6 separate regions of the Mus musculus genome follow, and all the other regions are linked to region 5. Evidence: chromatin contacts called from public HiChIP or PLAC-seq and promoter capture Hi-C data. All regions are on one chromosome and are shown on one strand. The core of a region is the stretch at or near the end of the contact, and the rest is flanking DNA. Distances in the headings are between cores, read along the strand shown. Region 1 has its middle 17 kb from the start of Smoc1. Region 2 holds the start of Rgs6 (regulator of G-protein signaling 6). Region 3 has its middle 6.6 kb from the start of Gm30966. Region 4 holds the start of Smoc1 (SPARC related modular calcium binding 1). Region 5 holds the start of Pcnx (pecanex homolog). Region 6 holds the start of Slc10a1 (solute carrier family 10 (sodium/bile acid cotransporter family), member 1).

Region 1 (5,094 bases), core at 1,367-3,866, 850 kb after region 5:
CCTTTAAAGAGCCAATGAAGAATGAATAGACAAGCAATGAAGGTGCCCCAGCCCTTACAGGGAAGGAGGTTACAACACAAGCAACAATGTGAGTAAGCCGTGGCTCAAAACAATACATAAGTCTCCAAGTCCACAAGCCACAGAGTAGCGACTGCCAGGGCCTGGAGACAGAGGGGAGTGGGCTCACTGGTCAGAGCTTCAGTTTGAGAAGATGACGTTCAGGGTGGTGGTGATGGCTGCACAGTGTAAACTTACCTTATGCCGTGTAGCTGCATCCCTGAAAAGGGAGTAAAATAGAAGTTACATATTTTCCTACAATAAAAAATTATCAATTGAAAAGGATAAATTATTGACATTAGTGAATAATGGTGCTTAGAGAACAACTGGGAGAGGAAGGCCAGATTGTTGGTACCAGCCCAGTGCATCCAGTGGGTACTACCCAGTGCCTCCAGCAGGTAGCACCCCAGTGCCTCCAGCGGGTACCTCCTTAGTTGCCTTCAGTCTTCAGAAGGCTGAACCTGAACACATCCAGGATCTATAAATATATGAACAAGAAGAAAGTAGTCAAGTAGAAAAAAAAAAGGAAGAATGTGGGGGGGGGTAAGAAGACAGAAGTGTAGAGGGAGTACAGGATCTCAAAATGGTCCCAAAGTGCTTCAGAAAGAAAAGAGATCCTGAAAGAGACAGTGTGGGAAAAGGCCAGCCTAAGACTGCAATGAAGGTCAATTTGAGTGGATGGTTAAGCCCGTGGGAGATTAATAAACCAAATCTGGGTCATGAGGGTGTCTCCAGAGAGAAGAAAGTCATGACAGCAAACCCACTCGAACATGGGCCATGGGCACACAACAGTAGCTAACAGAGCCAGGATGAAATCCAAAGCAATAAAAGAGACAGTGAAGATCTCATGTGGGGGAGGGGGTGGTCTTTGTGTCTCCATATGTCTCTATGTGTGTCTGTCTCTGTATGTCTCTGTCTCTTTCTCTCTTTCCTTTTCTCCCTCCCCAGCCACCCATCCATCAACCTTCCACCACCACCCCCACTCCCCATACTCCCATCATCATGATATGGGACTGCTCTGCCACATCCCCACCCACCCACCCACACACACACACACACACACACACACACACACACCTCATGACTGAAACCATTGACCATGTCTCTCTTCAGGTTGGTGCTCTCAGTTATTTGGCCACAGTGACAATAAAACAACTGGCCAAGAAAGAAGGCCAGAGAGGAGTTCCAGGTCAGACACAGGTTGCTCTATTCCATCTGAATGTCAGCTAAATGGAAAAGCTAGCAGCAGAGTATGTCATAAATACCAAACTCTTTGATAGCACAAGGCATACTTGGGCTAGAAATATTTCCTTATTTATCTGAAATTTAAACCAACTGTGTTTTTATTTGCTAAATCTGGCCATCCCAGGTCAGAGGCCTGGCTCGCCCTTCAGTACTGTGTGCTATCTGCAGCTCAGTCACGGATTCTAGGATAACTTGGTATCTGAAGATATAGACAGAGAAGAGCTAAGAGACAGGACAGAGTGCCCGGCTTCACAGGTTGATTCCTTTGCTGTGGGAGGCCTATCAATAGCAACTTAAGTTCTGGCATAGAAATGATAATATAAAGAATAGCATAGGCCACAGGCCCCAAAGCTGAGACTTTTCCAGATTCTGAGAGAAGAGGTGATACCTAAGTCAGGCAGTGGATGGCACTGCCTTTAATTCCAGCACTTGGGGGGAGGCAGAAGTGGAGGGGGTTCTCTGTGAGTTTGAGGCCAGTCTGATCTACAGAGTGAGTTCCAGGACAGCCAGGGGCTACACAGAGAAACCCTGTCTCAAAAACTGAAAAGAAGGAAGAGAAGGAGGAGAAGTAAGAGGAGGAGGAGAAATAGGAAGAGGAGGAGGAGAAGGAAGAAGAGGAGGAGGAAAAGGAAGAGGAGGAGAAGTAAGAGGAGGAGGAAGAGAAATAGGAAGAGGAGGAGGAGAAGGAAGAAGAGGAGGAGGAAAAGGAAGAGGAGGAGAAGTAAGAGGAGGAGGAAGAGAAATAGGAAGAGGAGGAGGAGAAGGAAGAAGAGGAGGAGGAAAAGGAAGAGGAGGAGGAGTAGAAAGAGGAGGAAGAAGAGGAGGAGGAGAAAAAGAAGAGGTATGTGAGCCTGAGTCCACAGCAGAGGAGTCTGGCCAATAGCCATCTGATCTCACCTGTGCCCTTTAAGTCTGTCTCCTGCCCTGGGTCCAGCATCTTGCCCTGCAATGCTGCAGCCACTCTCATAAAGGACTGGCACAAATCTTTCTGAATGCAGAATCCTTGACAATGACTTTATCCACACACAAAACCGGGCACTGTGCTAGGCACACTGTAAGTTCCAACCTGGCCTAAGCTACACAGCAAGACCACCCCGCCCCGCCCCGCCCCCCCCCCCAACTAGAAAATATATAATTCTCCAGAGTCTGCCATAAACTGATTGAAACTGGAGTCATTCATTTTGTTTTGAGAAGTGCCAGGGTTGAGTCCCTGCTTCCCTTTTCACTGATTCCAGCTGCTGAGGCACATCAGAGCACAGGACCACACACCAGCAGCCCAGAGCACAGGGCCTGGCAGAGATTAAACCCCAGGCAGTGGGCGGGGGTGGGGGAGGCCCCCTTCCAGGGAACAGACTGCCCAGGGAAGGCTTGTACAGAAGGGAGAGAGCCATCCATGGGACCCTGACCCTCAGCTTCTCAGGTCCATCGCCGCAATCAGTTGGGGGAGGGGCTACAGACAAAGCCCCATGGGAAAGAGCCCCTCCCCAGCAGCCAGAGATGAAATGTTCCCCCTTTTCAATCTAAACAAATTCATTGACCACACAACAAACCTAATCCCGGAGGAAGTTCTGAGGGAGGGGAAACAGAAAGGAGGGGTACAGTCTAGGTTTTCACCCCAGGCCCACCTGCTAACTAGAAGACTGGGGCAAGCCTAACTTGCTGGCGACTGATTTTTTTTTCCCAGAGGCACTGAGACAAGGCAGCAATGCAGATAAGTTATGTGGCTGGCCACAGCCTTTGCTTTGTTTATCACTATTGGAAAGGAACAGGTTTGTCCTATGTCTGTCTCACTGCCATGTTACTGGGCACCAGAGATCCCATAGCTAGCTTGGGCCAAGTCACCATGAGTTTCCCAGAACTACTGAACTGAGAAGGGTGCACACAGGAGGGCAGGTTTGGCTGAAGATGAGGTGACACACCTTTCTTTGCCTGGCGACCTTCCCCCAGCCCCCAGAATCAGCCTGAATGCCCGGAGCTCTCCAGATACTTTCTTTCACCTCAAGCTTCTATTCAAATAGATGATAGACATGGTACCAGTACTGAGGTCTCTGTTCTCCTATAGGGGTTGGAACCCACTGTCTTCGTGCTGCAGACAGCGGGGCTGGCTTTACTGAGGCAGCAGCGAGGGACCTTCCTACCAAGCGTCCCACGAATGAATAAAACTGGGTTTGCCAAGGTAGAGGTCCATGAAGGAGGCCGGAGCTTCTGGTGTACCCCAGAGGAACGGAATGGGACTGGACCTGTACCACACAGACCATGTGGCAGGGAGGATTTCTGACTCCCGCCCCCCCCACACACACACACTATAACCCTCCCCCACTGCTTTCCCCACCCCTCCACCCCATCCATCTCCTCCTCCATCCCCAATGCTATAATGAAAAATTCATGTTCAAAGCTTCACATGAGATCTGATTTTCAACACTTTAATTGTATTAATAGAAGCAGGGAGTGGCGTGAACCCACAGCCCTCCCTCATACAGTGCCCCTCTCCCGCCCTATCTCTTCCTGCCCTCTCTCCCTGCTCTGCTCCCTTCCCTGGGCTCCCTTGCTAGATCTCTCTCCCGCCCTGCTGTTCCCTGTCTGCCCATTTCTCCCTACTGTTTCTTCCCTCCAGCTCTGGCTTAGCAGAGCCTCTTCCTTGCTCTGGACATAGTCTAGGCTCTAGGGAAAGTTTCTCTTTCTCCTTTAGTTGAAGGAAGAATGATCTGATTGTGCAAAACACTGGTGGATAGGGTATTTTTAGAGAAATTTCATTTTATTTACTTCCTGTTAAGGGGTATACAGAATAGCACCTCCAAAAGTCTTTAATAGATTCAGATTAAGTAGTGTTTGTGTACAGTAATCTGTGATCAGTAAGTTTTGGGTTTTGTTGAATTATTGTTTCTGACATCATTTCTTTCCTTTGTACAGTTTGGTTTTGGAGTACAGGCTGGCCTTGAACTTGAGGTCTTCCAGTAAAAGCCCTCACTCTTCAGATGACTGACACTTAACAGAGGCAAGATGGATGGATGGGCTTGTCAGACAGATACAGCCAACATACAGGGAGCTGGGGGAAACAATACCAACATTGTAAGCCTTTTTTGTGCACTATTGTAATTGCTCTGGGGCAGGAAGGTACTATGTTACTAGTATAAATAAACAAAAATCTCATTCTGCCAAAAATAAAGTCTCCGGGCACATTACATGAAGAATACGTGGGAGCTGCTAAATGATAGGAGGTAGAGATGTGGCTTGGCTGGTAGAGTGCTTTCCCAGCATGCACAAGGTCCTGGGTTCAAGCACTAAATTGGCCAGGTGCAGTGATGCTTTTAACCTCAGCACCTTAGAGGTGGAGGCAGGTCACCCTCACCTTAGCAAGTCTGAACCCAACCTGAGATCATGAAACCCTGGCTGAAAAAAAAAAAAAACCACAAAATTTTATTTGATTAACCATGGAGGCTTCAGTGTCCTCTTGGTAACACTTCAAGGCAAAATACTCACTTTAGAGGAAGACTCACCATTAATGATCCTCACTGCAGTAAATCTGTTCCAGGAAGACTGCAAGATCATTTTGCTGAGCTCAGGAGTACAGTGCCCCGACTTTAAACACAGATAACACACACACATGCACACATAGTCACACTCACACACATACACACCCATCATACATATATACTCACACATATACACACTTAATCACAATCACACATTCTCACGCTCACACACACTAACATTCTCACTCACACAGTCACACATACTCATTAACACTCAGGCATACACACACACACATACTCACAGTATACATATACACAT
Region 2 (5,132 bases), core at 1,568-4,067, 760 kb before region 5:
TTGAAAATCCAGAGGTAAGAGAGGGGGGCCCCATGAAGACTTACCAAGCTTAACACCTGGAGGAATGTATGGCAACAGCTGTGTCAGCGTCTGTGGGACATTGCAGAGAGTCTTTCTTTTCCCCAAATTGTTTCCAATAGGTGAATGATACGTCTCTAATCACGAGGGGAAAGTAAAACTGTTTTGTTTTTTGTTTTTGCTTTTGACCATTTTCTACCCATATCATTCTGCGGAAAGGTTTATTTTGTATTTCTATTCCTTTCTATATGGCAGGACAGATAGTATTAGAGTAATTATTTATATGGCACCATATGTTACAATGAAGATGAACTTCATTAAATGAATTCTCCCAGACGCCCTGAAAATAAACAAGGAGGTTAAATGCATACTGAGGTTCAAAGCACCAAGAATTAAGACTAGCTGGGGAGCTAAAGGAAAAAAATTAATCCCAGTATTGAGCCCTCTGAGAGCATCCCTTTTGAAAAGAAAAAGAAAAAAAAATGTGGTAGACAGCTTCTCTCTTTTATCTCCATGTTTAACCCCTGGAATGTGCAGGACCTCAGAGAATAAAAACATATGAGAGAAAACCAGAAACAAAGGGATCAGAATGATCTTGCCTTCACACACACACACACACACACACACACACACACACACACACACACACGTCCATTCATGTGGGACAGTAAGATCTTGAAATTTACTGGCAAATTCCATTGCCCAATGAGTCTTTTTCCCCATAAGTGTTTGCTGATTTAGAAAAAAAAATTATGTTGGTTATCTGATTTCATAAATCATAAATAAACAAATAAGTCTCATTTAAAGAGACCTCGAAGCCACACAGGCATCCTTTTCCTGTCAGATTTGATGTGACGAATTGATAGCTTCAAAGAAAAACGTTTTACTGAAAGTCTCTCAGCAGAATAAGCTCAGTGAATGTTAACTGAAATTTCAGAAGGTGAATGAAGAGCAAAGTTAAGACTATGGAAAGAAAAACACCTTCACCGGAATACCTCCCGACAGCTGACATTTCTAAACTCTACAGCTGCTTTAGGGAAGGAAGGAGTTAGTGGAAGGAAGCTTTCCCCACACTGGAGCTTACAGTGCCCAAGATCACCTCGGTAGCTACACGATTTAGATTAACAGCCCTAGCAGCGAAAGAACTCAAACAATTTATCATCTCTGCAGTACCCGTGCATAAAGGCTTTGGCTTACAAAGGTGTGTCTGTGGGAACTGTCCTGTTTCCCTCTGTTCTCCACTTTGAAGGGATACGTCCCTTCTAATGCAAAGTAAGTTCAGAGCAAGAATAAATATAGAAGTCACAGAAACTTTCAGGCAGCCCAGATCCAACTCCACACAATTGCCCATCTACCTAGTTGTGAAACTGACTTGTGGGAGCCTTGTTTATAGTGTACTATCCTCGGACAGCAAAGGGCTTCGACGCATCGCGCACATACTGGCAACCCATCCTCTAACAGCCTGATAAACACCAACCCAGGTCTTACTCTCCCATTCTCCCTGGAGAGAAAAAGATGAAATGGTGGGCTTTAACCTCCTCCTGGTTGCCTTTCAAGTTTTCCTTTAGGGCTGCTAAAGGGCTTTTATCAGAACTTACCTACAGGTCCAGTTTCTAAGCAGGCACTGATGCTGCGAGAATAATTCCAAACCAACGAGATTCAAAACATGTTCAATTTATTTGCAGACTTAGAAATGCCACTGTCTCCGTGAGAGAGAAAACGCACCCACTTTGTCAAATTAAAAAAGAATGAAAACCCGCAGCTTTTCCTCTGAACAAATTTAAATTTTCTGGGTCACTTCCCTCATCACACTTTTTAAGCAGCCTGACCTGCTCAGAAAAGCCTATACCTACCGTCTGTGAAAGCAACTCCCAAGCCTCAGACCTCACCACCCGCCCCTGCGGTCCTCACCTCACCACGGAGCCTCGCCCTTTCAACCCACAAATCGGGAGCTTATTCTCAGGAAAAGTTGCTGGAGGTAGATTCCCCCACCTGCGCTCTCCGAGCGGATGGCTGGGAAGAAGAGAAAGCCTTCGGGGCCCCGCACGCCCTCCAGGCCCAGGCTCGGAGCGCGTCCCACCCCAAAGCCGGGAAGGCGATTTCCACGCAGACCTGCACCCATCCCACACAAGTCCGCATGCCAGCTCGCCGAGTCACTTACGTAAGCTCGCCCTGCACAGTCCCAAACTGCAGACACACACCCGCACCTGTCACGCATCCGAAATGGACAAGCGCCCACCCCCGAGGAATGCAAGCCACACAGATCGGGGCGCGGGTGCGGCTTCCATTCCTTTTCCTCCGGGTTCTTTTCTTGTCCCTTTTTTGTCCAACTACAATTACCTTAGCAACCAAAGAATTGTCTCGACTCGCTCCGGCGTCTCAGTTTCTCCTAAAGCCCGGCTGGCGCCCGGCTCATGATAAGGCTGGGGAACCCGGGAGTCGCCAGCTCTCGGGGGGTGGAGGAGCGGCCAAATCTGTCCGGGCACTGCTCTCCCGAGTGTCGCCTTCTCCTCCTCTTCCACCTTCTTGGTGCCACTCTACGAGGCGGCGACCGCAGGGGGCTCAGCGAGCACACTGTACAGCTCCGGACCCGGGAGGAGGCGCGGCGGGTCTCATGGTGCCAGGGCGCGGGGCTCCCGGGGTGTTTCCCTCGCCCCTCGCTGGTCCGGACCGGAACCGCCCCCTCGGCGCCCGCAGCAACAGGGACCCCGGGGCGCCCCCGGGCGGAGTTCTTGGCCACCCGGTGGGGGCCGATCGCCAAGGAGCTGCCCGGAGTCGCGCAGCCCAGGCGCTCGGCTCGGCCGCTGCCGCAGCGGCGCCCGCTGTCGGGGACCCAGAGCAGCTGCAGCCTCGCGCCGCGCACCTGGGCGCCCGCACCTGGCCTGAGCCACGCGCTATGAGCGGGACCCTGACACCTGAGCACGTTCTTAGGTCGCCGCCGCCAGGCTCACCTGTCCCGGCGCCGCCCGGGGTACGGATCAGGCCCTGTGCAGCAAGCGAGGAAAAAAATAATCTGCAGATTCCAGGCAACCGAGCAGCTACCTAGAAAACTGAGGGACTGTGTTAAACAAGCCAAGGCTCCTCTCCTTGCTGCCAGGATGACCGTGTACTGAAACTTTAGTGGCGCCAAGGTGCTCACGATTCTGGCCTGAGGTGCTGTCCCGGTAGCTTTTGAATCCCTCACTGACGTGGGGCTGGCGCCCTCTAAATTAAAATGAGCCAGTGCGTTCGTCAGAGATATTGTTGCTAATCTCGTGGTTTTATTTATTCAACGTTTACACCACACAGCGTTGGGAGCGCTTTGTGGTTGATACTATCTTGAAACAATACAAAAGGGAATCTAAGGGGGAAACTATGCACAATATCCTTGGGCAAGAAGAGAAGCTTTGACATTCAAATGAACAAGGGTAACTTGAATGGACATTTTAACCTGAGAGTCCTGAAACGTGATTTTTGATGACTTATGACTGGGTTGCAGATGTAGCTCACCTAATATAGTGCTTTCCCCAGCACTGAGTAAACCCCGACAGAGATGGTATCCACCTGTAATACTCAGGGGCTGGAAGCAGAAAGAACAGAAGTTCGAGGCCAGCTTTGGCTACTTAGGGAGTCCGTGAGTCACACTGGACTACATGAAGGCCTGTCTCAAATTATTTTAGGGAACTGTAGTTGGAGGTAGGACAAGGTGGTTGGTACTAAATAGTTACCAGTAGATGTGTATGTATGTCAATGTTACCAACACCAATAATAAATCAGTAATTTATACTTTAGTGTATTAATCACAGAAAAAAATAAATAAATTACTCCAAGTCATTGGGGATGAATGATCTGGACTCTTCATCTTTATGGCTCTGGGGGTGAAAATTTAAAGTTTCCTTGGCAATATGCATGTTTGTCAACACTGCTGTGCATAAATATGCAAATAACAAAGAACATCAGTTAAAGGTAAATAGATTCTTCTGAATGTAAATCCATTCTTCTAAAATGGCAGATTGTTAAAGATGGCTTCTGATTGAGCGAGGCCCGAGGACAAGGCTGCTAACTCAGAAGGTGGCCTTGGGTAGGATCCAACCCCTGTAAATAACACCTATAACCATGGATTTCTATAATATACTGATTCAAGAAAATAGACATGTCTGTGTTGTTTCCTCACATAAAGCTAGTGTGCTAGCCACACTAAGAGTGACCTGTTTTTAGGAACTGTACTCTGAAGTCTGAAGGGGTCAGTGAGTGTAAGTTGGAGATAAGATGTGCCTAGGAACCCTGTGTGTGCCCTATTGGTAGGGGTAAGCACTTTAAGTCAGAGGTGGGACCCAGTAGAAGGAAGCTGGGTCCATGGAGGGGTCCCACTGAAGGGTGTATGATGAGACTAGCTCCTCCCTCAGTCTCCACGCAGTATACAGGTCTCCTACCAGCATCCTCCAAGACAGTAGCTTGAAGCACAAGACCAAAAAACCATAGGCTAAAAATCTCTGAAACTTGACGCCAAAAGAAGTCTTTCCTTCTTGTAAATTGTTTGTCTCCAGTATTTTGCCACTGGGAAGAGAAAGTGCCTAATACACAGTCATTTGTTACTTATTCACAGATGGTTGGAAACTAGGAACACCCAAATAAAGTGAACAAACGAACTAGTCTGTCCACCTGCTCGTGTAATGTGTTTTGTAATTCAATATGACTTCAGAAGAGATGGCTTAAAAAGATACACTGAGGTATAATTGTTCTCTTCGCCAAGATGAACAACAAAGACTTTGTCTTCATTTAATTTTATGTGTATGGATGTTTTGCCTGCATGTATGTGTACCCTGTGTGTGCAATACCAGCTGGAGGCCAGAAGAGGTGACAGATCCCCTGGGACCAGAGTTAGAGCTGGTTGTGAGCCAGAATGAGGGTTCTTGGAACCAAATTCAGCACCTCTGGAAAAGATGCTCTTAACCGCCGAGTCATCTCTCTAGCCCCTAAAGACTCATCACTTTTGACAAGTGTCCCTCACAGGTTTCCTTGAAGTATTATCTCATCATTAACTGAGATAAAAAGACAGTCTCTCTGCACACTACTCAGTGAATATATACAATTTCACTCTGCATATCACACTGTGAATATGTACAATCCCACTC
Region 3 (4,639 bases), core at 385-2,884, 610 kb before region 5:
TCAGAACCATGAATTGGGGAGGAAGCACGCTAGCCAGTGTCATTTAGCATGACTGGGAAGTAACTCCATTCTGCACAGAGCCAGTGCTTGGATGCTGAGTGGTACTTGATAAGTTAATTTGTCTCATCTCAGCCATGGGCACTCACACCGAACACTCAAACCCTTCTTACATTAGTGATGTCTGTCTCCAATGTAGGCAGCTCACAGCTCTTAATCTATGAAGCCACTGTCATGGCCTCTTTCTTTGTAAAAACAGAAAACAGCAGCATTACTGCAAAGCCTGGCGGGCGGCAGTGGACAGGTTATCAGTTCAGAGTAACAAGAGATGCTATGTGGACACTGGGAATGTGCCCTGGGTTTCAGAGACACCTGGTGTCTCCTTTCACACCTTATGCCCATGGGTGATCCTTGGGTAGGCGCTGTAAAGAGTGGTGTCCCTCCTGCCCAGGCTGAGTGGCCTCCATGAGCCTGTGCTAGGCCAGGCATGGAGAAATAAGAAGGTATGAGAATGGCCCAAGCTCAGAAGGGAGACAGACCTTTTCAGGTTCCTACAATGGTCACAGCACTTGGGGGGCTGGGGAGGTGACCCTTGAACATCTAATAAGTGAGCAGGGGACTTCAGGCTGGGCATCTCCTTTCAGACCCCCCAGCTCCTATGTCGGAGCAGGAGGGCAGGAGACCATTTGGGTAGCTACCGAAATTGGACTCTCCTTTCAGCTTAGCCACACTAGGCTGGGTCTGGAGCATGAAGGGAGGGAAACAACGAGACATTTCTTATGCCCATTTTATTCATTATAGCAAGGATCTATGTAGGCATATATTTTTCACAACCTACTTTAATAAGAGTTCGACTTCCCCTCTAGCAGAGGTAGTGGAAAAGAAAGGTTATTAGGATAGGGGTGAAGTGGACCTCTTTAGAAATAGTTCTTTGGGGGCGATTCCCATCTTCATTGTTTTCTGTCAACTAGCAAACACCAAACATAAATCAGCAACTGCAGTCCAGTCCAGTTGGCAGGCAACACACCGGGAACAGCAAAGGCAGTTCACTCCAGGGGATAAGGTGAGGTTTGCCAATCGGCCAAGTCCAGTGACCAGAAGTCGCAGGACTCTCACAAGAAGTTATTTTGGTGGGTTTCTCTCTATGAGGTCACTACAAGCGAACTTCAGCAATGCAATGGAAGGTGAACCAATCTATGCGTGTCATCAGCGAAGGCTTGCAAGGCAGTGGAGGCAAAGCAGCTGGCGCTCCCACTCTCTGTGGGGCCATATTTATATTCTTTCTAAACATTGGGCATCCTTTCACCTGTTTGCTATAGCAAAACATCCTCTCACCTGTGTCTCCTTCATCAAAACATTCTCTCACGTGTCTGCTTTAGCAAGACATCCTTTCCCCTGATTGTCCCAGCAAAACATTATAACCCAAGTCTTCAAAGAAACCAGAAATTTCCACTTTAGATCTACTACATACATGTAATGAATCCTGATGCCTGACCCTTTTCTCTCCCCCTCGTTGGTTTTTCTTGTTTGATTTGTCTTGCGTTTTAAACAAGATCTCCTCCTCTGTAGCCCAGGCTGAACACAGCCTTAACCAGATCCCTCCTGTTGCAGCCTGAGTGCGGGAATTACAAGCATGCGCTGACGTCACCCCTGCTTTCCTCCAATCATGGAGAACCGCATCAGCGGCTTCATCGACATCAGCGTTTGATGCCGCTGGACCGCCTTTAAAGGAAGGGGTAGTATGTGTTTCTGCACCTCAAAGCCTAGCAGTCTATCTAAGATCACTCTATGCTTTCTGACTTCCCTGCCCCATAATTCCCAGGGGCAGCTTTCCAACGGCTTCCCTCCGCAGTGATGTTGAGGTTTACAAAAGCTGGAAGTGCCTTCCGGGGGGTGGGGGTGGGGGGAGGAATCTCCACAGAGATTCTTTCCTTCTTGCCCTGGAGCAGAAATAACCTATCACCCCCACCCCCACCCCCACTCCCTCCCCGCCACGACTCCCTTCCCTCCTCCCCGGTTCACACAGCAAGACCTCTTTTTTCTCCGCCCTCTAGAGTTTCCACCACCAAAAAAAATATTTTTTTTTAAAAAAGATGCAGTACTGAAGGGGTCAGTTTGGCCAGTCCCACTCCTTAGCGCAGACTCTGATGGGGCTATGGTACTTCTTGAAACTGAAAGCGGGAGAGACGCCTGCTTGTAGCCATTAAGGAAACAGCCCAACTGGCTTGGATGCCGGCCCAAACACAGACAGCAGAGGACGCTCACAGCATGCTGTTAAGCCTGCACGGGTGCAAGTTGGTGCTGGGGGACGTTCTGGCTCCGGAAAGTTCAGTACTAAAGTGAATGGCTACACACATACCCATGGCATCTTCTCTCCTTGGCCCCTCTGTGATTTTCTCCTAAACTCACAACCTACATCGCTATCACATGCCACCTTTTGTGTTCCTGACAAGCAGCCTGGAAGCTGGGGACATGAACTTCGTTTCTAATTTTGTAGAGATCTTTCCTCCTATGAAACTTCTCTCCCTCCTCCTTCTGAACTTTGAACTGTAAAACTGTCAGAAGAGCATGGGGTGGGGGGGGGGGAATTCCGCTGGGAGCGGAAGTCTCTGAGCAGCAGGTTTTGGTAATGAGGCTACTCACCTCTTTAGTGAGCTATCTAAAGAGACCTTGATTTTGGTTTTGGCTGGTGTAGAGGGGAGTCATTTAAGTAAATCTAATTGACTCTTTCTTCTCCACCCACCCACCAAAGGAAAGAGGGTGACCCCAACTCATGCCTCAGTGAAGCCCGTGAGTTACCGTCCTTTGCTGGTTCAGCCCACACAGAGGAACTGCTATGGGTCCCACGAATACTGCACATTCACTCTCAGAGCATCACAGAGTCTCTGCCCCAGGTTTAACGGGATGCTAGAGATCTCAGCAGCTTGCTGAGGTGGAGAGACCCACCCTGGATAATGTTCATCAAGGGATTCCAGGTCTGTCTCTGCCTTGTCCCTCCCAACAAAGCCTGGACTAAAGGAATGGGGAAAATAAATGGTGTGAGGGGGCAGGCACAACCTTGAAGAAATGTATAGTCTGGACTAAAGCCTCAGAACCAGCTGACACTCCCAGAGCTGCGGCATCCAATTTGAAAACAACGGGGATAGTCTATTGGGTGGCCACAGGTCTTGTCCGCAGCTTATCAGCACAATGGGGGCCTCACTGAGACATATGACACTCCTGGAGGGATAGTGGCTATTGTGAAGGCTAACCCGGCATTAAAACTCTTCAACAGATGAAAACAACCGGTGAAAAGATGAAAATTGACCTGAGACAATGACAAGTCTCATTCCAACCCTAAGAAAAATGTCCTAGTATTGGATGCCTGTGAACTCAGGCCGACGCAGCCTTGAGCTATGTCAGGTGATCAAAAACAACATTCTAGCCTTAAGTGATAAGAATCTTATCAAACCCATAACCAAGCAGCAACATTGTGTTCATTTCGGCTCTTGGAACAGAATCCAGGTAAAGGTTGTAACTGAGAAGCTACTGAGACGAGAGGCCAAGCAGGTGCCATCCAGTGAGAAGCTGGAACGCGCTTAGTGCTGGAGGAAGCATCAAGGAGGAAGAAGCCATCTCTAAAGAGAAAGAGAAGGGTTTTCCTCGGGGTCCTGGGGACAAGGTCCGGCACAGAAGGCTAGAGGTCTGGTGAGTGCAGAGATTTAGAATCCAACTGAAATGAGTACAAACTTGTGAGAGTGAGGGGCTGACTCCTTGGTTTCTGGGTCCTGTCTTCCCTGGCCGGAAAGCAGGGATGTGGTGTGTTCTTGGCAGAGTGCCAGGATTGCAAGGCCTTCAAGAGTGTGCCTCTGGATGGAAGCTGGAGAGAGGTGGAGCCTGAGTTGGTGTAGAACTTCGTAACACTGCAAAAAAGAACATTTGAGGCAGATTGCGACTGTGACTCTTGGCTGTCAGTAAGGCTGAAAAGGTGACTTCCTGTACTTGCCTGCACTGGCTGATTGTATTTTAGGCATTTGCTGTCTCCTCTGCAGAGAGTTTAGGGTCGAGCTCTCCCTGCCTTTGACCATCAGAGAGCTGTGCCTGGTGGGATGAGGGTCCTTTCCACCGCTGTTCTACAGGATAATCCAAAAGCAGGGCTAAAGTGCCAAAGTAGGTCAGGGTGAGATTGTCCCTAACGTGACACAATGGTCAGCCCTGAACCTTTAAGTGATGCTCAGCCTTCAACAGCACACAAACTGTGGAGACAGAGTGGCTAGGCACAGTTAGAAGTTGACAGGCATTCACACTGGAAGTGGCTGTTCCTTCTCTCTTTGGACAACATGCTTCTCAGAGGGGACACAGTGACACCAGGAGGCACTCATCACCAAGGTCACCATGGATCTCATTCACTGTCTTTTGGCCTAGTTGAGATTACTCAAGTCTGCTCCTAGCTGTTCCTTAGGAGTAGGCTAGTCCTCTGGCAAGCTAAGGCTTTGGGTGCAGCTGATACAGGGTGCTTGAGAGAGGTGGAGGTAGTTAGAACAGATCTCCCACACTGAGCAGCACACACACACACACACACACACACACACACACACACACACGGGACTTCACACATAGCCAGGCTGCCTCTTAGTACCACCAGACAGCAGGCAGAGGGAGT
Region 4 (5,068 bases), core at 497-2,996, 830 kb after region 5:
AAAGGCATCCTCATCTGCATCCATAAAACCGCTCCTGGAGCCCCAACTTGCCCTAGCTTTGGGAATGCTGTCGAGGATTTATGACACACCCTGGATCTAATCTGCCGCCTTTAGCCGCTGCTGTTGCACATCTGGGCCATAAAAGCACGGGCCGGCCCGACACGGGGACAAACACTTTTCTTTCCTAAGTGGCTGCAAATCTGATCTCCCAGTGATAGGTGGGCTCGGATGTGAGCAGCTCAGCATCTGGGTAGCCATTAAGTTAAGTCAGGTTTTGCAAAGCTTTTCCTCCATACACTGCAGCTATAAAGATGATTCCCGGGTAGCAAAGGCCAGGAATAAAGAAGCTGCTATGGGAACAGGTGGTAATGGGGCTAGCCATCCAGGAAATGGGGCCAGAGGATATCCAGGGAAGAAAGCACAATTTGGTGGAGAAGCCAACTTCATTTGCTCAGAAGTCAAATCCTTGCTATTTTCCCAGAGAGATTCTCGCAGAATGGGAGCGGGCAAGCTGCTACCCAGAGGTCCGGCTTCTGATCTTACTGACCCTGATCCTTGCCCAGAGACTGCCTCCCTTACGTGTTGCCAAAGGAACCTCTAGGTGGTTTAACAAATACATTTTTAAGGCAGTGAAATTCTTTATTAGACCATTAGGAGGGAGCAGGGAGAACAATAATCTAGACCAGAAATGAGCACGGTGCTGCTGGTTCCCGTTTTTTTTACAATGCCCTGGACAACCCGTCCTGTGCACAGAATTGGCACATTTCGTGTGGTTCAGAAACTCCAATCAGATCAAGGTTCAACCGATCCAACCCAGGGGAGAAGTTCTTCCGAACTTCTCCACGGCTCCCTACCCCTGCCACTCCTCCAGGGCCAGGCCAGCAGGAGGGGGGCATTAAAATTATCTGCTGTGGGTTTTACGAGCAGCGATTGCTTTTTAAAACAACAACAACACAAGGTCCTTGTGTGGCTCGCGGGTAACCTAAAACTCTCTAGGCAGAGTGCCCCCCCCCGCCCCTTCTACACACACACACACACACACACACACACCCTCTGCCTGCCAAGAAAGCCAGCTCGAGGGACTGGTGCAGCGACAACATAGGGAAACTCTGCTCCAGCCAAGGCCGAGATCCCACCGACCTAGGAGGCCCAGGAGAAAAACCTCAGGAGAAGTTCGAGAAAGAAAACCCACCGGTGACAGGTCGTGGGGAGTCAGTGCTACAAGAAAAGGCGGGGAAGGAGGGGGGCAATGAAATTTTATTTCAGCAACTTCTCCAAGAGGCCTGCAAGGGACTAGACGGTAAAGTCGAGGACAAGGTCTGACACCTCCCTTCCCCCTCCTGTAGATGAGCGGCCAAGCGCAGGTGGGCGCGCGCAGCTGGGAGACGCACTTACCCTGGGGCCGGTGGTGCGGTGGCCGCCGGCCGGGGACAGCTGCACCAACACGAGCAGCAAGTGGGGCGTGAGCAGACGGACGCGCGCGGGCAGCATGGTGCCAGCGGAGCCGGGCAGCCACGAGCGGGCAGCGGGCAGGGGGGCTCAGGCTAGCTTCAAAGCACTTGGGGAGGTGGGGACCCTTGCAGCAGCTGGGAGTGGCCGAAGAGCCAGCGGCAGGGGCTGGAGGAGCCTGCGCCCGGGGTCACGGTCATGAACGGCGGAGGCCCGGAGCTGGAGTGCGAGCGTGTGCTCTGCGCGTGGCGCCTGCTGCGCTCGGCGTGGCCGCGGCGACAGCAGGTTGGATGCGGGAGCTCGGGCCATGGGAATTCCCGTTATAAACCCCGGGAGGGGAGGGGCGGGGCCCGGAGAGGCTGACTGACGGGTCGAGAGGCCTGTAGCAGCCGACCCTCCGGCAGGTGGAAGCCAATGGGAGAGAGATGAGAGGGGCGGTTCGTGGTCAGTACCCCACCCCACCCCCACCCCCACCCCCACCCCCACCCCCACCCCCCACCCCCCCAGGAGCTACACTGGCTTCCCGGCCACAGTGGGCTCCAGCAGAGGCTGGGATAAAGAGTAACTTTTTCTCAGCAAGTCCTCGCTGGGAACCTCCGCGCGCTCCAGCAGCCTCAGTCCCTCCTGAATGGTCACCTGGATAGTAAAGAAGCCTTACACACTTATCGTGTGTTAGTTCTTAGGCTTGAGTTGTCGCAACAGCTCCATGAAGCAGGCAGGGAAAATAGCTCCAAATGACCCAAAGTCCTTGAGAAATGTTTCCCGGAGGCCGCAAAATCAAGGGCAACCTGGGGAACCACCAGGTGCGGCCCACAGAGTGAGCTGCGACCTACGGGAAGAGGTATTCATTTATTTCAAAAAGAAAAAAAAAATCTCCTTACGGGTGACACCCAAGTTCCACAGCGGCTGCCTGAGATAATTCTGACGGAGGCGAACCGAAGCAGCCTAAGGTGGGTCCCCCGAGGGTCCAGTAAACTACCCCTATGGCCCTATGGTCCATGTGACCTGCGGTCAGAACCCGGGCATCTTGGCTAATCAGTCTGAACTTAAAGAACACAGGAGCAGCTTCTCTGTGGCCTAACAACGCTGGGGCGGAGGCCGGGGAGGAGAGGGCAGTCCCAGGAATCCTGGTCCCATATTGGGAGGAGGAAAGTTATGAATGGAGGAGATGGAGGAGTGTTCTGTGAGCACAGATATCCTAGAGACCTCCAAGGAGCAATTTCCTGGGAGCCCAAGCCTGGATTGTATAGGTCAGCTCTAAGCAGGCCTATCAGGTGCTAGAGCTCTTTCCATAGTGGTCCAAGAGGCCACCCTGAAAATGGTAACAGCTACATCGCATCACACACACTCACTTCAACCCAACAAAGTGTCTGCTGCCTTCCCCGCAAGAGACCCGTGATTATCTCCAAAAGTGGAACACAACTCTTCGTGCTTGATTTCCACCGGTCCAGGCCCGTCCCTTCGTGAAGAAAGATCCATTTCTCTAACCAGATTGAAATAAAGCCCAGGTTTCACAGCTCCCTGACTGCCCTGAGAGGTCCTGACAAAGATTAGCTCTGCTCCCTTCCAGCTTCTCTTCTCGATTATAAGAGCAAGCTAACCCTAACCCCCATCTGGCTGCATACAGACAGCCTTCACCCTACAGCCAGCCAGTCTTCCTGAACAACAAACCAGAATGCACCACTCTCTGTTCAAGGGGCTTTGCACCTCCCCCATCAGCCTCAGACGGGAATGTCCAGGCAAGAATAAAGGGTTCTTCAAACTAAAATGAAGCACATTTCTAAAAAAAAAAAAAGTGTCATGTCTCTCCCACCTGGACTCAGTGGCTTGATCATATTTTAGAGCCAGAACCCACCACCACTGCCATGGGGGTGAAATTCCAGTTCTGCCATCTAGTGGTAAAACCTTGAACTCACTCTGTTTTCCCCCTCTGTAAAATGGGAGCAAAAAATGGCGTCCATGCCATGTGTGTCTATGTGTATGTTATTGCCAAGACTAAAGGAGATTAAAGTGAGTATAGCCCTTAAAATGGTATAGGAAGAAAACAAGCCAATACTTCATAGTACTTTGTGCTCATGGAGTGAATATTTCTACTTTGCAAGCAGGTCAAAGGGCAATGCATGAGATCGACTTGTCTGATGGCCTCATCTGGTTAGTAGATGACCAAGCCAATTTCTAGACTAGGTTTTTTGGAGTCCTATTCTATCTCCATGGAGTCACATGGAGTCTCCCGCCTCTGTGTCACTGGGAATTTCTCTGGAGACTCGTCTTCACGAAGCATCATGCAGCAAAGGTCAGGCCTTCCTGAAACATCCCTTGTGATGAGGAATACTGGAGATTTAACAAGCTGGGCTTGTGACACTTGTCCAGCCCTGAGTGTGCATGTGGCGCTTAGGCAGTGTTCATGCACCTTCAATGTTTGCCAACAAGGGGCGCAGCAGGCTGCCCGGTGTCTCCTGACTGCCACCTGGCCACTTGCAGCCGTGGAGCCGATCCGCTGCCTTCTGGAGCTGGAATTATTGAGAAAGCTGTTGGAGTCAGCAGACATGCTCAGATGGCCCCTGGTATCTGGCAGTATGAAGCCCCCAGAGGGAAGCATTGCAGTAGTGATTTCCATCCTCAACCCCCAAATGATACTTTCCAGCCAGAAAACTCATTTCCAAATAGTCACTGGTCCAAAAGTCGACATAGTGCTGGCCTTCAAGCATGTAGCTTAATTTAAAATACAAGCAACTGCTTTCCAGTTACTTTGCTCCGTGAGTATTTTCTTTCCTGCTGCTTGGCGGGCTGCACTGTGGTCGCCATTCTTGGGATACACTCCCAGCTTCTCCAAAAGCCAGAGAAACGCAGAAGCCCCAGAGAACCCCTAGTTCTAAATAGCATTTCTCTATCAGCCAGGCTCCGTCTTGTGATCCAATCAATCAATCAATCAATCAATCAATAAATAAATAAATAAATAAATAGGCAAAATTGACAAGTTGTCTTTTCCTGGAGGCCAAGTTTATGACCCCAGAATAAATCTAGCTAGCCTGGCAACTGGTCAGTCCAGTTTTAGTCATACTCTATGCCTCTGCGACTTCTCATTTTAAGAGGATATTTCAGTGGAAGAAGAATAATATTTTATATTATAACTAAAGTCTGGGGGCCTCAGCTCTACAGCACTAGAGGAGCATGCTGGTTTGAAACGTCTTGACCTTTTGTCCTATTCAGAACAGCAACATTCTAGCAAGCACAATGTTTATTGTTAAAGGGGATCTTTGGATACACACATTGTCCTACAATTTAACTAAGACAGAGAGCAGATAGGTACTTAGAGACCATATCTAAAAGCAAAGCTTGCATTGTCTGGGAACTCAAAGAGCAAGGTGATATTGTCATCTACCAGGCAGCCTGATCCCCAATAAGTGCTGAAGCAAGAGGATCCGAAGCTTCTGCAGTGTCACTGAAGTTCGATTTATGATCGCGCCACACTGTTGCAGCTGGAACTGAGCTCGTGTGTCTAAGGTGAGGAGTCTTGTCAAAAGCATTTCTGAGCTCAGGAATATGGAATACTGAGACTAAACTTGCAATTTGGTTAAGGTAGGCTATGTATTAATCTTACTTTGCAAATGAGGCTTAT
Region 5 (5,023 bases), core at 1,180-3,679:
CAGAGGGGAAGCTGGTCTACGCACAAGGGTCACAGGACCTCAAAGAATCCTGATCTGTGTGTAGGGAAGCAAGAGCAGAAACAGCAAGCCTTGATACAAATGCCATCACACACCCCCTGCCAGCCCGCACCCCCACCCCAGACAAGTACCCAGCAGGGCAGAGCTGCTTGAACCAGGCCTGACTGGGGGATGATGGACTCCTGTCAGATTTTAAAGACAGAACTCACTAGCTTTGTGCGTGGACTGGGAGTGAGGAGAAAGAGAAGCCTATGAGAGCTTTTAAAGCTTCAGGAAGAGTGGAGCTGCCATTCGTTGAAGTGAAGCACTTTTATTTTCCCAGAACCTGGCAAAGTACCTAGTGCACAGCGGACACTCAAATACCTGAGAATCGAGCTTAACTGAATAAACTCCCGGGTAATTCAATATATGGCTTTCCGCTTCCTCTGAAGTCCTCAGTGGTGTTAATTCCACAAAGAGGCTTAGACCCAAACCTTACACAGCACAGCAACAAATCCTGACCTCCCAACGATCATTTTGCCTTTAATGTACAACCTGTCTGGACACCCGGGAGGGCAGCTCTGAAAGCGAGTGAGCTTGAAGGGCCGCCTCACCACCACAGCCACAGAGCTGCTCATTAAGGACATCGCACTCCTGGAAGGGATGCTGATGCAGAGTGAACCCGATCGGCCACAATGAACAGAAATTATAACATTTAATGATAAATTTTCAGAATCTGACAAGACCAAGTCCTGTAATAAACAGCTCCTTTAAGCTGGGGTAAGTCCCTTCGAACACATTCCTATTAGAAATCAGAATCTGCTTGACAATGTGACATTTAGCGCGAGCACACACACACACACACACACACACACACTCGCCATCCCCCAAGGCATGTTCCTGCCTTAGTGATACTGAGAAAAGAGGCAAATAGGCTGCCCTAACTCGCGGTACTTCTCATACTCTCCATTCGGGGACTTAGTAACCCAGCACCTTTGTTCTAGCCCTCTGAAGAACCATGAAGTTAGCAGAAATTCCCTGAAAATAAAAGTTAATATCCTTCCTTCCAATCACTTTAAAATTTGAAAGCTTTGTTTTCTCAAATGTGCCACCTAAAATTGTGCTTTTATTTTATTTTTTATTTTTAAGAAATGTGCAAACATCTTTCAGGAAAACATCCTCTAAAAACACTCCTGAGGCCTGGACTGCACAGTGACTCTCAGGCCAGCCTTGGCTATAGAAGGAAACCGTCTGGGAACACCAAAAACACTTCAGAGAAACTGGACCGAGAGCACCAAGCAACAGGCGGCGGCACTCTCCTTTTCCCAGCCAGTCAAAGGCCTTGAACCAACGCAAACAAACGCCAGCCAGGCTCTCGTATCTCCCCGCTCCCTGCCGGCAGCGCTAGCCTGACAACACCGCGGTCCCTCGCCGCGGGGCTGAACCGAATGGAACCCGCACTCAACCGATCAGCGGTTTGCGGAGGCGCGAGCCCGCTGGGGGTTTCCCCCAGCACGGGAAGCGAGTACGAGCCGGGACACCCTGCGACTCCGTTTCTGCCGGAGCGCGCACGGCCTCCCCCGGGCTCCGCACACAGCCGGGGGCCGAGGTGCGGGCGGGGATGCCCCCGGGGAGCGGGAGGTAGATAGTCCGAGGCCCGGGGAACGACCGGGGACCCCCGATGGAAGGCCTCGGGGCGCCAGTTACGCAGACCCGCACGAGAGGCGCTAGGAAAGCGGGACCCGGCCGGGGACCGGCGGGAAGGGAGGTGCTGAAAACACGGGAAACCCGGGGCCCGGAGCGGAGCCAGCGGGGGAGGGGAGCGTCCGCCCGCCGCCGGGACCGCGGGACGCGGGGAGGACAGGGGCGCGACCCCCGGGCCCCCGAGGATCACAGCCGAGCGTCCGCTGCGGGTCCCCGTCCCCGCCCCCACTCACCATGTAAAGCGTGAAGGGCAGGCCGAGCAGAAAGAGCCACAGGTAGAGGTGGAGCGCGTTCACGAAGGTGGCCTGGTGCGGGTCGTAGTACCAGCCGCCGCTGAGCGCGGCCCACACCCCCTGCCGGAGGATCTGCAGCGTCTGCGACCCCATCCCCACCCGGCGTCGCCGCCGCCGCCGCCGCCGTCCCCGCCCCGGCCCCAGCTTCGGCCTCGTCGCCTGCGCGCCCGCGGACCGGTCTAGCCCCCTCCCGAGCTCCGGGAGAGCGGCCCGGCGCCGCGGCGCTCGCTGGTGCTGCTGCACGAGGAGGAGGAGGAGGAGACGGCGGAGGAGGAGGCGGCGAGCGGCAGGGCGGAGAGCGGCGAGGAGGAGGAGGAGGCCGGGCTCCTGAGCGCCGCCGCCATCTTGTCTTCGAGCTCCGAGCCCGAGCCCAGTCCGCCAGCGCTGCCGCCGCCGCCGCCGCCTCCGCCGCCGCGACCCCCGCCGGCCGCCAGCCTCGGCCCGGCGGAGCAGGCGAGCGGGCGCCCGGCAGGACGCGGAGGAAGCCGCGCCCCCTCCGGCTCCTCCTCCTGCTCCCTCCACCCGCGGAGCGGTCCCCACGGGTACGCGCAGCGCCTGGGTCGCACGGGCGCCTCCTGTTGGGAGAAGCCTGCAGAAGCAGCATCTGGCCGGGGTGGGGATGGGGGTGGGGTCGGGTGGGGTGGGGTGGGGTCGGGTGGGGTGGGGTGGGGTGGGATCCGGTCGGGTCCGAGTTTGCAACCCGGATGGCACTGCACCGGGCATGACCGACCACTGCAAGCTCTTTAAAGTCGAGCGGACTTCCAGACTTCCAGAATTCGTAGACCTTGCAGGGGCTGCCGTTTGTGGCAATTGCCCAAGACAAAACAAGTAAAAAACATTTGGGGGTAAACTGTCTGAGTTTGACACTGCAGGACTGGAAGAATTAAAGCAGAGTTGAAAAGAACTGTGTTACCCTTTTTTGGACCCGAAGCAGCTTGAGTGAGAAAAAGGGCGACGACGTCAAGAACTAGAAGCTTTACTGCTTCCAAATAGGTGTAAATTAATACAAGCTGCAAGAGATACAAAAGTATGACATGACCAAGTTATGCTTGCACCACAACTTTTCTTTTTCATGTGGTGCAACTAGTAACCATTTTTATCAATGGGCCAATCTCAGCAGAGTTGAAAGATTCCTGACTCCACCCAAACTTTGAATGGGGTCTTGTACTTCTCTTTTTATAGCTGTGAAAACTGGGAATCATTCTTGGCCCAGTCTAATGTTTCTGAAGTATGTCTGATCTCACTGGATGGCTTTTTTTTTTTAAGGGTTTGAAGGTTGAGTTTATTGTAGCAATAAACGTACTCTGTTTTCCCAGATTAAAGTTGCTATAATTAATGAGGAAAGCAAGTGAGACAGAGCAGTTGGTGACATTTTAAGAAGTGGTTAAAACCCATCGCAGTGCCTCTGGGTATCATGCCACTGTATAGCTGGTTATGCTCACACCTGCTCCACTTAACCTTCACAACGCTCCTTTAACACAGCCAGGGCTATCCTTATTTTTACCAGTGAGGGCTCTGCCACTCAGAGTGATTGCCCAGGTTCTCATAAGTAATAAGCTGTGGAGTGCTCAGAAGTCAGCGTTCATCCTAGCAGCATGGACTGAGCCTTTCATATCCACTCAGGTAGGAGTTAGAACTCAGGCAGGACCTTCAGGCTTAAGGATATAGTCAGCTGTTCTCAAAGGTGATGGGGGCATCACCTCAGAATGACTTAGAAAAGGAAATTCTCACATTATCTCTCTAGGGAAACTGGGTGAGAGACTAGGGAAAAACCAAAAAGTTTTAAGAAGCCTTCCAGAGATTGTAAGAACCTTTCAGGTAGGAAGAACACCACTTTCCGTTGTATAATCACAAAGTGATCTAAGTTCAAAGCACTTTAAAGGGTGTAAATAAATTCACATCAACATATATTTTAAATGTATGACTAAAAACAAAATCAAGATTAAGTAATACAATATTATAATTAAAATAGTGACCTAATGGCTTGATTCACAGGCACAAGATGGTTGAGTTTTCTTTTGTGTCTCCTGAAGGAGACAGGAAAGCTCTCTTGAGAAACTGGAAGCGATCCCAAGCTTTCCAAAACAAAGGAAGATGTAAACCAGGATAAAATTCCAATAGCACATTAGTTTCCATGCCAACAAATATCCACTGTGGTTTAATATGAAAGGATGGACTGTCACAGCGAGGCCGACTGGGAGAAATGGGGTCTAGCACTGGACTCATCCGTGGGGTGGGAGGCAGACCCAGCTGGACCAGAAAAGAGTACGTAGTGGATATAGAACCAAACCCGCAGCAAGCCAGGAAGGCAGCCGGCAGCAGGGATCTCCAACATGTGAGGAGCCGACACAGCTGCAAGGCAGCCTGGAAGCTCAAGGAAATGTTATGGCAAGAATGAGAAAAATATGTTGCTTATTGCAAGGCCCCAACCTTGCTGCTAAGGTTTTCCAGGTCTAAATTCATGGCCTTAAGTTTAGGTGCTGGGCAAATTCTGGTGACCCAAGAGAACAAGGCCAGATTTGATGGCTACTTTAACAGGGAAAGTAGCTTACTGCCTAGAACTGGGACAAATTCTCACACTGTGTGGATACAGTATGTTGAGGCCCCTGGGTGTTAATGTAAAACCCTAATTCCCTTCCAACATTCCTGGGCTTAATCCCAGAACCTAAAGAAGGGAGCTATACAGCAATAGTCTCTACGTGAAAAGGGGCAGCCGGACAGCAGGGCCAGAAAGTTAAAAGAGGGCAGATAGAAACTGCCTCTTTCACCCTGAACTGGTAGAAGCTTTTTAGAAGAATGCAGATTAACTGGCAGTTGAAAGAAGGCCTAGAAAAGACTGACCTTCCCAGATGACTGACTCAGTCCCTGGAGGAAGGGGCAGATCTTACAGGCTTTTCATCTCGCAGCTTTCAAAATGTTTGCAGGTGCTCCCACATGCTTCCTGTGCTGTCCACAGGGGCACAGAGAGGTTAAATGGTTTGCCCAGGTCACACCCTGTGTCATACTCATAAAACGTGAGTGCCAGACAA
Region 6 (5,140 bases), core at 1,304-3,803, 890 kb after region 5:
ACTGCCCAGCGAGGGGTAGAGTTGCCCTTAGAGTCTTCACACAGTTCTTAGATTAAGAGTGAAGGGAGGGCAGCAAGCAGAGCAGAAGTCCTCAGGACACGTGGTCCTCAAGGTGGTGCCTCAACAAAGGAGCGCCCATCGTGGCTGAGTTCACACAAACCAGTGGGCCACGGTCCATGTGTTCTAAAGCCATTTGTCATTCTTCCTGCATGGCCCTCGGCAACCACTCAAATCATGGTGGCCAGAAAACAGAGAGAATGTCTGCATGAGTTGGCTTTCTCCAAAGAGAGGAAGCAACCTCCTTCAGGATACCACCCCAATGCTCAGAATGGCTAGCTGTGGGCCTCCCTCTCCTCAGGGGCCATTGGACACAGGCCCATGAGGGCAGAGGGAGCAGAAGCAGCAGGGAGCAGGGTTTGTACAGCCGAGAGAATGATGGAAACACTTCTAGGAGTCAGCTTCAGTGAGACAGTTTGTGGTGGTTTGAACATGCTTGGCCCAGGGAGAGGTGCTATTAGGAGGTGTGGCCTTGTTGGAGGAAGTGTGTCATTGTGGGCATGGGCTTTAAGACCCTCATCCTAGCTGCCTGGAAGCCAGTCTTCTCCTAGTGGCCTTCAGATGAAGAGATAGACAGACCTCTCAGCTCCTTCTGCACCATGCCTGCCTAGATGCTGCCATAATGGACTGACCCTCTGAACCTGTAAGCCAGCCCCAATTAAATACTGTCCTTATAAGAGTTGCCTCGGGGGCTGGAGAGATGGCTCAGCGGTTAAGAGCACTGACTGCTCTTCTGAAGGTCCTGAGTTCAAATCCCAGCAATGACATGGTGGCTCACAACCATCCATAATGAGATCTGGCTCCCTCTTCTAGAGTGTCTGAAGACAGCTACAGTGTATTTATAATAAATTAATAAATAAATAAATAAACGTTTTTTTTAAAAAAAAGATTTGCCTCAGTCTGGCTGGAGAGATGGCTCAGTGGTTAAGCATACTGACTGCGCTTCCAGAGGAGGTCAATTCCCAGCAACCACACGGTGGCTCACAACCATCTATAATGGGTTCCGATGCCCTCTTCTGGTGTGTCTGCAGACAGCTATAGTGTACTCATATACATAAAATAAATAAGAAAATCTTTTTTTAAAAAAAGTGTTCTTTGCCTTGGTCATGGTGGGGAAACTACACCTAACAGACCCGCTCAGTCTCATAGTTGAGGTGAGTCGGGGGAGTTCAGCTCAGGATGGCCATACCTGCCTCTCTAATGCTGCTGATGTTGCATGCCTCCCACCTGGTTTCCATCATGAGACCCACAGGCCCAACATGCAAAATAGAGCCATTGGGAGTGCAGTAAGAAAAGGCCACTCATCTGCAATGCCTAAAATTAACCTGCACACCCCACCTGCCCACAAACCTGGTAACTTCCTAGAATGCTATAAGCTGTCATTCTTGAAAAATAACAATGCCTCTTGGGAAAGTGGTTTATAGATTAGTCTTTGTTTGTTTGTTTGTTTGTTTGTTTTTGGTTTTTTGTTTTGTTTTTTTCGAGACAGGGTTTCTCTGTATAGCCCTGGCTATCCTGGAACTCACTCTGTAGACCAGGCTGGCCTCGAACTCAGAAATCTGCCTGCCTCTTCCTCCCAAGTGCTAGGATTAAAGGCGTGTGGCACCACCGCCTGGCATAGATTAGTCTTTAGAAACCCCCGCTACATGTCTGTCTCAGGGCACTTAGCTGAAACATTTCAGGAACTGGTTCTGACCAAAGTCTACCCCTTGGCTGGTATTTAATATTTAATAGAGCTTGCTTTATATATGGCCAAAAAATAGTGGAATTATTTTTTTTACCTGGTGCATCTCAAGCTTGCTACAACCTCACTTCCTTCTCTGAAGTCTCTCAAGTTATGGATACCTCAGGCACCAGCTAGTTACTCTCCACAGCTGGAGTTTCTCGTGAGCTGGGCTTTGGATAATCTCCAGGCTTCCAAGAGCCCAACGTACCCCAGAAAGTTTTTTCCCCTCTGGAGATAAGTAAGTCTTTCAGGGATTCATGGTGCCACCCCCCAACCAACCCCAACCCCCACAGGACACGTATGGTCTAGATATGGGCACAAAGCAAGGTCTCAGAGGAGGACAGTCATGGACACAGCCTCTCCTGAAGACAGCAACACCACATCGCCCCCCCATCCTGTCCCATGGCCCTCTGGCCTTTGCCACTTAGATGAGGAAGGCAAAGGCAGAAACAGTCTCTTTCTCTCGGGAACAAATGGTGACTCACTGAGGATAGGGAAGGCACCTTTTCCCAGGAAACAACCTGAGGTCTCCGAGACTGAGCTAGAAGCAGGAACTAAAGGGAAAGGTGGACATGTTTTGTTGCAGGTCCTGGATGGGTCTCAGAGACGCTATAGTGAAGCATGCTCAGCAGGGTAAAGAATGAACCCTGTGCTGGGTACGAGCTCCACTCGGCAGGCACAGAGGTCAGAAAACTTAAGCAAAGTAGGGGATCCGGGGAGATGAGGTTATGGGCTGTCTTATAACCACAACCGTGGTTCTGCAGGTTGCATAATCTTTTATTTGCCCACAGCTACATTTTGTCCAGAAACTCTGTCCTGAAAGAGGACTGAAGAAAACATCCAGCCAGCACTGGGCAAGGAAGGGCAGGAGCAGAGAGTGAGGTGGTGTTCACTGGGTCGGAGGATGGAGGCGCACAACGTATCAGCCCCCTTCAATTTCTCCCTGCCGCCTGGCTTTGGCCACCGGGCCACAGACACTGCGCTCAGCGTCATTCTGGTAGTTATGTTGCTGCTCATCATGCTCTCGCTTGGCTGCACCATGGAGTTCAGCAAGATCAAGGCTCACTTCTGGAAGCCCAAAGGGGTGATCATCGCCATAGTGGCCCAGTACGGTATCATGCCCCTCAGTGCTTTCCTTCTGGGCAAGGTCTTTCATCTGACCAGCATTGAGGCTCTGGCCATCCTCATCTGCGGCTGCTCTCCTGGGGGGAACCTGTCTAACCTCTTCACCCTGGCCATGAAGGGGGACATGAACCTCAGGTAGGACCGAGGGTTAAGAGGAAAGGGTGTGGGATGGGGTGCTGCCGAGATGTCATGATCTAGAGAAGATCTAGGCTGGAGCCAGGAGCGGGGAGGGACGTAGGAGCTGGATTAAGTTTGGCATTGATTGTCAAAGGTTTATGCTAAATTGGGGCAGCCTCTGGAATCTCTTTGGTTTAAATCCCAGGGGGAAAAAAAAAACATTAAGCTGGTCCAGAGGTATGTTAGACACCCCTGAACTCCCAGAAGTCTCTACAGGATCACTGTAAAGGAGAATAGATTTCGATGAAAGAGTTCCTCAGAACCACAGTCATCTGACTGGCAGGGTGTCAGCTCTGAGGCTGAAAATCTAGCAAGGGTATAATGGGTCCAGAACATTCCAGGAAGGCCAAGGTGACTTGGAACCAAACGAGCATCTTAAATTTCCTGCAGAGAAGAGACTCCAAAGGCTCTTCTCCAGTATCTGGGCATCCAAGGTATCTGCTAAGACCCTTTACCGAGTTGTCAGATGTGGTGAGATTGCCAACCAAAGAAACTTTATGTAGAATTGAGGCCCCAGCGATTGCCCAGGTTAGGCTGGGCTCCACTCAGTCTAACAAGAAGGGAGAAGGCTAAGACCAGCCTGAGCAGCCAGGTGGTGGTGGTGCATGCCTTTAATCCCAGCACTTGGGAGGCAGAGGCAGGTGGATTTCTGAGTTGAGGCCAGCCTGGTCTACAAAGTGAGTTCCAGGACAGTCAGGACTATACAGTAAAACCCTGTCTCAAAAAACCAAAAAAAAAAAAAAAAAAGACCAGCCTGAGCCTAGAGCATCCTGATCAGGTAGCACTCGTGAAGCGCCAGACTCCTTGGGCTTGGTGGAATATCTGTCCTTCACACAGCTGTGACTGTGGCAGTGAATGTCAAGGAGAGGGGCCCCTCTCAGCCTGCTCGGGCAGTGCACAGCATGGGTGAACTCACTCCAGACACAAAGCCAGTCTCCTCTAGGCCTGATTCTCAGTGGAGTTGTTCAGTGTCAAGTAGAGAAGGGACCGCAAAGGGAGCATACCTTGCCTGTGCCTAAACTTTACAAAGAAAACTTACCTAGAAGCCTCTCCTGGTGAGGCAAAACAGCAGGAGGGCAACTGGAAGGAGGGGCAAGGCATTAGTCATGCTGTCCTGTAAGCAAGGTTGGTCGCACCTTATACGTCCCAAGATGTTAAACCTCAGCTCTGGTGCAGGACTATGTAGTCACATTAGTCAGAAAGGGGGCACGGTGGGGAATCTGGGGATCTGTGGAAGCAGCCGATGGAACTGTGTGACCCAGTCTCTTCCTCCTAAGCAAACTTATCGTTCTCATACACATTAACCATGCCCCGATCCACCTGGCTGAGCGGGAATAATTATCATGTCCAGACAGACTTTGAATCCCTGTTGTCCTGAAAAGTGACTACATGCATTATTACAGCAATGACAGCAAAGCTAAGGACCTTCACTAAACAAACATTCTTTTCAACAAAGTCAATCTTTAAACTTACATTTTTTTTTAAATGTGTACGGGTATTTTGTATGCATGTATGTCTCTGTGTACGACGTGTGTGCCTAGTGCCCAAGGGAGACAGAAGAGGGCACTGGATCCCCCTAGAACTAGAGTTACAGTTCTAGTAAGTTCTGTAAGCAGCTATGTGGGTGCTAGGAATCAAACCCATCTGTCAGAGCAGCTAGTATTCTTCTCTCTCTCTCTTTCTCTCTCTCTCTCTCTCTCTCTCTCTCTCTCTCTCTCTCTCTCTCTCTCTCTCTCTCTCTCTCTTTGGTTTTTCGAGAGAGGTTTCTCTGTATAGCCCTGGCTGTCCTGGAACTCACTTTGTAGACCAGGCTAGCCTTGAACTCAGAAATCCACCTGCCTCTGCTTCCCAAGTGTTGGGATTAAATTCGTGTGCCACCACCACCCAGCAATTTTATTTTCTTAATACTCTTGTTGCCCACTGTATACATCCTGCACTGGTCCTTGTTTCGGCGGCTGACATGAAGGGGTACATACAGAAGGGAGTGCCATAAATGACCACATTCACAGATAAGGAAAGTCCTAGGGCTTAACACTTTCAGCCAGGGGCTGGCTG

What was found. Promoter capture Hi-C pulls out the DNA fragments that hold promoters and counts their contacts. HiChIP or PLAC-seq counts read pairs in DNA pulled down with a chosen protein or histone mark.
Region 1: a contact with region 5 is called in an H3K4me3 HiChIP or PLAC-seq map of embryonic limb bud, with 4 times the contacts expected there. The contact joins the enhancer-like site here to the promoter of Pcnx in region 5. A contact is called at or near these places in 6 of 115 datasets of contacts at active chromatin or transcription factors (embryonic limb bud, embryonic stem cells, pro-B cells and 1 more).
Region 2: a contact with region 5 is called in a promoter capture Hi-C map of embryonic stem cells, with 4 times the contacts expected there. The contact joins the promoter of Rgs6 here to the promoter of Pcnx in region 5. A contact is called at or near these places in 5 of 39 promoter capture datasets (the C10 cell line, embryonic stem cells and stem cell-derived epiblast-like cells), 1 of 115 datasets of contacts at active chromatin or transcription factors (embryonic stem cells) and 1 of 9 other capture datasets (embryonic stem cells).
Region 3: a promoter capture Hi-C map of pre-B cells shows a contact between it and region 5, with 4 times the contacts expected there. The contact joins the enhancer-like site here to the promoter of Pcnx in region 5. A contact is called at or near these places in 7 of 39 promoter capture datasets (the 3T3-L1 cell line, the C10 cell line, cranial neural crest and 3 more), 2 of 15 datasets of contacts at CTCF or cohesin (large pre-B cells and pro-B cells), 6 of 484 Hi-C or Micro-C datasets (CD4 T cells, the F1.1 cell line, natural killer cells and 1 more), 15 of 115 datasets of contacts at active chromatin or transcription factors (T-cell acute lymphoblastic leukemia, cardiomyocytes, double positive thymocytes and 8 more) and 1 of 9 other capture datasets (embryonic stem cells).
Region 4: a contact with region 5 is called in a promoter capture Hi-C map of embryonic stem cells, with 4 times the contacts expected there. The contact joins the promoter of Smoc1 here to the promoter of Pcnx in region 5. A contact is called at or near these places in 7 of 39 promoter capture datasets (cranial neural crest, embryonic stem cells, frontonasal cranial neural crest and 3 more) and 4 of 115 datasets of contacts at active chromatin or transcription factors (embryonic stem cells, fetal liver and stem cell-derived neural progenitor cells).
Region 6: a contact with region 5 is called in a promoter capture Hi-C map of embryonic stem cells, with 4 times the contacts expected there. The contact joins the promoter of Slc10a1 here to the promoter of Pcnx in region 5. A contact is called at or near these places in 7 of 39 promoter capture datasets (the 3T3-L1 cell line, HPC-7-derived erythroid cells, embryonic stem cells and 2 more), 1 of 484 Hi-C or Micro-C datasets (Th1 cells), 1 of 115 datasets of contacts at active chromatin or transcription factors (stem cell-derived neural progenitor cells) and 1 of 9 other capture datasets (embryonic stem cells).

Annotation. Positions count from the first base shown.
Region 1 is chr12:81,007,548-81,012,641 of GRCm38.p6, reverse strand. No RefSeq gene overlaps it. Among named protein-coding and RNA genes, the nearest start is that of Smoc1, 17 kb to the left of the region's middle. Within about 2 kb of position 2,616, at least 22 of the 459 cell types and tissues checked have an H3K27ac peak or open chromatin away from gene starts, as enhancers often do. A contact at or near this core is called in embryonic limb bud, where this site is marked.
Region 2 is chr12:82,614,610-82,619,741 of GRCm38.p6, reverse strand. Rgs6 (regulator of G-protein signaling 6) reads right to left here and starts at 2,817. Exons shown (of 17, transcript NM_015812.4): 1 at 2,359-2,817.
Region 3 is chr12:82,467,801-82,472,439 of GRCm38.p6, reverse strand. No RefSeq gene overlaps it. Among named protein-coding and RNA genes, the nearest start is that of Gm30966, 6.6 kb to the left of the region's middle. Within about 2 kb of position 1,634, at least 295 of the 459 cell types and tissues checked have an H3K27ac peak or open chromatin away from gene starts, as enhancers often do. A contact at or near this core is called in T-cell acute lymphoblastic leukemia, double positive thymocytes, embryonic basal ganglia and 7 more, where this site is marked.
Region 4 is chr12:81,023,486-81,028,553 of GRCm38.p6, reverse strand. It overlaps Smoc1 (SPARC related modular calcium binding 1), which reads right to left and starts at 1,746. Exons shown (of 13, transcript NM_022316.2): 1 at 1,396-1,746. The coding sequence starts at 1,491.
Region 5 is chr12:81,857,436-81,862,458 of GRCm38.p6, reverse strand. It overlaps Pcnx (pecanex homolog), which reads right to left and starts at 2,429. Exons shown (of 36, transcript NM_018814.3): 1 at 1,935-2,429. The coding sequence starts at 2,087.
Region 6 is chr12:80,965,492-80,970,631 of GRCm38.p6, reverse strand. Slc10a1 (solute carrier family 10 (sodium/bile acid cotransporter family), member 1) reads left to right here and starts at 2,553. Exons shown (of 4, transcript NM_011387.2): 1 at 2,553-3,043. The coding sequence starts at 2,688.